Regions from separate parts of the Rattus norvegicus genome. Here region 1 is linked to region 2. The links are chromatin contacts, called in public Hi-C maps. All regions are on one chromosome and are shown on one strand. The core of a region is the stretch at or near the end of the contact, and the rest is flanking DNA. Distances in the headings are between cores, read along the strand shown.

Region 1 (2,853 bases), core at 297-2,796, 52 kb before region 2:
CCACCTGCACAGGTCCAAAGTCAGCTCAGCTGCAGGCTGCCCACTGACATTCAGGGATCTGAAGGGCCCCATTCCCAAGCCAGCCCCTCATCGCTCCAACGTTGTGGTCTGGTGCCTTGATCTTAGTACTATTCTGACTTTTTAAGTTTTCTGGGTCTTTGAGACCGGGGCAGATTTAGTCCTCACTGATCTTCGAGGAAGAAAGCTTGGCCACAGTGACCAATGCTTCTTGGTCCAGCTGCCATTCACACATCCAGGCTGCCCCACTCACCTGTCCAGCATCTTAGTGCTGGCCCTCTCCAGCTTTGCCAAGATCTGAGGGAGCTGTGTATCGTCATCACAGGCAGAGCCCCAGCCGAGAACGCGGGCCAGGTCATTCCCTGTCCCCAGGGGCAGCACACCTAGCTGACACTGGTGGAAAACAGTGAGGAAAACATTCCCTTAGACACCAAGAGTAAGAACCATTCCCATGCAGTACCACCCTGTTGACACAATCAATAGCCACAAGAAGCGCAGGAACTCTGATCTGAACTTTGTGGCCTGTACGTTCTCAGCAGAGCCCACCAGAGGGGACAGATGGGCTTTGGGATCAACAGCAGATACCAGGAGCCCTAGCCCTTCCTCACTTATTCACATGTCTTGGCAATCAACCCTTGAAAACCCCTGGTTTCTACAACCACTCCCTTCCCAAAGACACTGAGATACTCACACCTGAAGAGTCGACCTCTAACTCCCCAAACATCTCTCTACCCTACTATGCACCTCATTCACTGATGCCAAATCCACTTTCCAAAAGCTGTCACTAGTACCATTCCACATCACTAAAAGTCCCCTGATGATTTCTAGGTCCTATCAGACACCATGCTGAGGCTGTCTGAACATACAAGACCTAGACTGCACCCATTTGCCTATGAGGTGGTGGTTCCCCAAACTGACCCCAGCCCTGCTCTCTCCTCCTAGACTTAACAGAGGGCAGAAGTAAAGGGAAGAAGGCAGAACAGAGAAGGAGGAGCAAATATGGGCTCTAGTAAAGTCTGCTGTAAGCAGGGAGGGACCAAGGCTTGTAACTGTCCTAGGGAGTGTCACTCTCAGCAGCCTATGAATGGCCCAGACTAGGGAAGATACAACAGGATTGGGGTCATTTGGGCAAGCTAGCAACTAGCTTGAAATGAGGAAGAGGAAGACCAAGGAATCAGGAATGGTTGTGGGGCTTCTCCTTAGGCCCTGGATGCATGAAGACATTCAGGCAAAGTAGGAGCCGAGTGACAGGCAAGGTTGGAAACCTACAATACCCAAAAACCCCGGAATGTCCCCCAAACTGACATGGTATCAAACTCCAATGCATCACAAAGCTTTCCCCATAGGAAAAGTGTAAAGGATGAGGGTGGTGGGACACTTGAGGTTTGACCACTTAGCATGTACTAGAAGCCAAGAGGAGAAACACCACCACATGCAGGGCTGGGGAACACAGGGTGCAGGAGAGAGCGGACAGAGCTCTAAGGAGTACAAAGAAGCCACAGGAGACAAGTGTTCACAGAGCGTGACTGAGTACAAGAACCACGTTCATAGTCTTCCTAGAGAGCCAAACATTAAGATCAAAAGTCAGTCAACAAAACTGTATACTACAGTCCCACCACTGGGGGGTGCTGCTTCTTTTTCTAGAGCTATGGTGTGGCTATCAGGAAGTCCCACACCATCTCTTCTCCAGACAAACACAAAATAGTATTGGTGAGTGAGACTACACAAAGAACACAAAATCACTGAAAACTAAAGAACGATAAAAATTATGAAGAAGAGAAAAATGACAAGCCAGAAAACTAAGGAAATCTGGTTTGTTTGTTTTGGGTTTTGTTTTGTAGTATTGTCGTTTCAAGACAGGATTCCTGTGCAGCTCTGGCTATCCTAGAACTCTGCAGACCAGGCGGGCCTCGAATTCAGAAATCTACCTGCCTCTCTGTCTCCCAAGTACTGGGCATGTGACACCACTGCCTGGCAGGAAAAACTGATCTTTCAGTGACAGAGAGACAGCTGCTTTTTATTTTGCCAATTTGATTACCTCAACAGGAAACAAGGCAAAAAACCATGAACAGGGGATTCGTTTAAAGCAGCGTTCCAATAAAGCTGTGATTAACATTATCATTATATTTATATGATTAAGACTTTGTTTACAGACTTGGGTGAATCAGAAAGAATGAGCCTCAAGGCAAGGGGCGGTTCCGAGTCACCGTCCATGGAATGGGAACTGGAGCATCCCTGACAAATGCAATTTGGCACTAAAAATTTAAATAAGGGGCTCCTCAAAAGAGAAGATTCTAGAACATGAACAGGATATCAACAAGGTTGTCCCAGCCCTCCAGCTCCTGCACTAACTGGGGAGAAGTGCTAGTTCAGGTCCATCCACTACATCCCGTGGAGACCTGCCACACTGAGCTGTTCAAGGAACACACGTGGAAATACACACACACCACTATTTCTGCAGTTTAGTAACCCACTAGCGGGTGAGTACCAGATGGATGGTGTGGATTGACACAATCTGAGCGATGGTTATGACAATATACACAATGGCTAATTGCCAAAAAGGGGGACTGGGAGTAAAAATTCAATGAACACAGTAAGAAATCAGGATAATGTATTTTATTTTAGTGTTAAAAACTAGGCAATTAAGTTGAACCATAACTCAAACTTTGGAGGTTGAAGATTCTTTCTTCCTTTCCTCTCTAGACAGAGGCATCCAGCAATTAGGCACATCACCTCCCAGGAAAGAGCTGGAGCTTAGGGGACTACAGCTCCCATCCTCATTCCCCCCCCACACACAGAGCCTGATGCCAAGTTGTGTTTACAGCTCACTTGACC
Region 2 (2,796 bases), core at 145-2,644:
TGGGTCAGTGTCCTAATGGCAGATATCCTAAAACACGGTAGCTCAGGAACCACACTGCTCTGAAAGGAAGCCTCCTCAGCAGAGGTATTGCAGCTCCTAGGGGAGAGTATCCCCAGCATAGCCTCAAAAGCTGTCAAAGTGGTAGTAGGCCTTTCCTTCCCTGGGCTTCCAAGTCCCAGGATACCTTTCCATCCTAACAAAAACACTTACAGTTGGTCCCAGACACCCCAGAGAAAGATATGTAGAAGACTTCCTCATAGCTTCAACTACTAAGGAGGAATGTAGATAGAAGGCCTTTTAGAACCCTTCCAAGCCCTTGGGGACAGAATGTGAGCCAAGAAGACTCAGTGGTGTATCCCTCAGTTCACATACCTAAGCTGCAACCTAGGGGAAGGTAAGTGGATAACTTCCCATGACCATATTTTCAGTCACCTTGCAAATCCCTGCTTCAAAAAAAAAAAAAAGTATGAGACTTTCTGGGGCCGTTGGTTACTGCCAGCTATGGATAATAGAATTTCCTGAAACAGCCAAACCCCTCTATGGCAGCATCAAGGTACAAAGATTTTGCAATGAACTGACACTGGGCAGAGAGCCTCTGAAATTTTGAAAAATCCCCCAGTGTCTGTCCTGGCCCTGGCCCTCCCAAGCATTGCTAAGCCATTCACCTTGTACATGGATGAGGTCAGAGGCATTGTCTAAGTAATCCTCATACAAATCCTGGGTCCCTGGAAAAGACCTGTGACATATCTGTCCAAGAGTCTTGACCTGGTAACAGGAAGATGGCTGAGTATACTGGTTTAAAAAAAAAAAAACTGGCAAATTAACTTTATGGCACTAACTGTTCCTGACAGCCCCACACTTTGTTGAGGACCGGAGAAATGGATGTCTAACACTCAGTACCCAATACCAAGCCCTGCTTCTCAATCAACTCCACATTTGGTTCCACAAGACATCAGCCCTCAACCCTGCCAGTCACCTGCTAAATAATGACCCTGCAGATCCCCCAAATGACTATCTTGGAGTGAGGGGCATGATTCAGTCTGTTAGACCTGCTCTAACTGATGGCCCGGTATTGTTTACAGATGGGAGCAGTTTTGTCCAAGACAGGATCAGATAAAACTCTTAAGCAGGAAAACCCTCAGCTCAGTGACTCGGCACTCCCTCCGCTGGAGGGAAGACCAGGCTATCCGTTGGCTGTTCCCTGCCTGGGCAGAGATTTCCTTTGCAAGCCCCACCTGGAGACCTAGAGCTGCCAGGCTCCACCCCTAGGCTACTCTGACAGCCTCCTGACCCTTGGAGACCTAGAGCTGCCAGGCTCCACCCCTAGACTACTCTGACAGCCTCCTGACCCTTGGAGAGTCAAGAGTAGCCAGCCAGTGCTGCCACAAGATCAGGCCACATAATCCATCCAATCCCAGGCCACCTTCTCCAGAACCCCTACATAAATCCTGCATTCTGCCCAGTTCTCTGCTGCTTCTCACTAGCAGAGGCAGCCGCCCTCGTGGGTTTTCCCCTCCCAATAAATCTCTTGTGTGAGATCTGTTGTAAGGTATGGTTTTGTGGTATTCTTTGGCTCCTGATTGCAGGATACCTTTCCCATCAGAGCTGTAACACTTGCATTGGGAAAACCTCCTGTCAAAGCAGACATTAGAAAGCCTTCCCCTCAGAGCTGTAACTCTTATGCTACTGCCATAGACAATAATAGAGTATATGGCCTATGTCCATGGGGCACTGTATAAGAAAAGGGGGCCTGTGAACCTCCGCAGAAAAAGAAGTCAAGAATAGAAATCTTAGCTCTATTGGAAGCTATCTACTTACCCAAGAGGGTGGCTGTTGTTCACTGCAAAAGACTAAAATGGGGATTCCCCAGAAGCCTGAGGAAAAGAGTAGCTGACTTGGCCACCCAAGAAGTAGCTCTAGAATCAGTGGGGCCTCTCCAAGTCACAGTAGCCCTGCCAAGGCACCTGGAATGTACCCCAGGTGAAATTGTCTGACCAAAACAAGAACTGACCACACAGGGTAACATGGATGGTGGATTCTGCTAGACAACAGACCCATTTTTCTCATGAATCTGGGAAGGCAACTAGTTATGGGTACCCACCAAACCACCTACCTACGTGCTGTGAAAACTGAACTCAGACCCAAGTATTATGTTCTAAATTTGGAAAGTCTGATTAAAACACCACTTTTTAGATGTGCTACCTGTGGCTCAGATAAACTGGAAAGTGGAAAGGAATACCCCACAAGGGATCTGGGCTCAAGGAAATGGGCCTATAAAAATTGGGCATTGGACTTTACTGAAATCAGGCCTACTATTTTGCACTAAAAATATCTGATAGTGTTTGTAGAGAGCTTCTCAGGATGGATGAAGGCTTACCCTATCAGAACATCAACAGTTATTAAGAAATTTCTTTAGAAAAAAATTCCAAAGTCTGGACTGCCCCAGCCTTCATGGCCAAATTGTCTCAAAATCTGAAAAAGGTATTAAATATTAATTGGAAATTGCACTATGTGTGAGCTCAGATCAGGTAGAAAGGATGAACAGAACTCTTAAGGAGACTCTGACCAAATTGATCCTAAAAACTAGGGGGTGGGGGGATGGGTCAACCTCCTCCCCTTTGCCCTGCTCAGGGCCTGATGTACTCCTTATTGGGAGTGACTTATTCCTTTTGAAACTATGTTTGGAAGACCACAGCACTTCCAAATTCCAAGATATTCCCCAGACAGAAATGTCTAAATCAGTCCCTTTTCAAGCCCTTGCAGAATCTGTAGGAAGCTCACCGGGTCACTGATCAA

What was found. Hi-C and Micro-C count contacts between places; a contact is called where the count stands out from the background.
Region 1: a Hi-C map of kidney shows a contact between it and region 2, with 2.4 times the contacts expected there. The contact joins two enhancer-like sites. A contact is called at or near these places in 4 of 12 Hi-C or Micro-C datasets (the Rat2 cell line, Schwann cells, hepatocytes and 1 more).

The regions. Positions count from the first base shown.
Region 1 is chr9:96,033,579-96,036,431 of GRCr8, reverse strand. Dgkd (diacylglycerol kinase, delta) reads right to left here. Exons shown (of 30, transcript NM_001427452.1): 11 at 272-411; 12 at 1-4. Among named protein-coding and RNA genes, the nearest start is that of Dgkd, 70 kb to the right of the region's middle. Within about 2 kb of position 1,546, at least 1 of the 93 cell types and tissues checked has an H3K27ac peak or open chromatin away from gene starts, as enhancers often do. A contact at or near this core is called in kidney, where this site is marked.
Region 2 is chr9:95,981,954-95,984,749 of GRCr8, reverse strand. The region is part of intron 1 of Dgkd (diacylglycerol kinase, delta); the gene reads right to left. Among named protein-coding and RNA genes, the nearest start is that of Dgkd, 19 kb to the right of the region's middle. Within about 2 kb of position 1,394, at least 28 of the 93 cell types and tissues checked have an H3K27ac peak or open chromatin away from gene starts, as enhancers often do. A contact at or near this core is called in kidney, where this site is marked.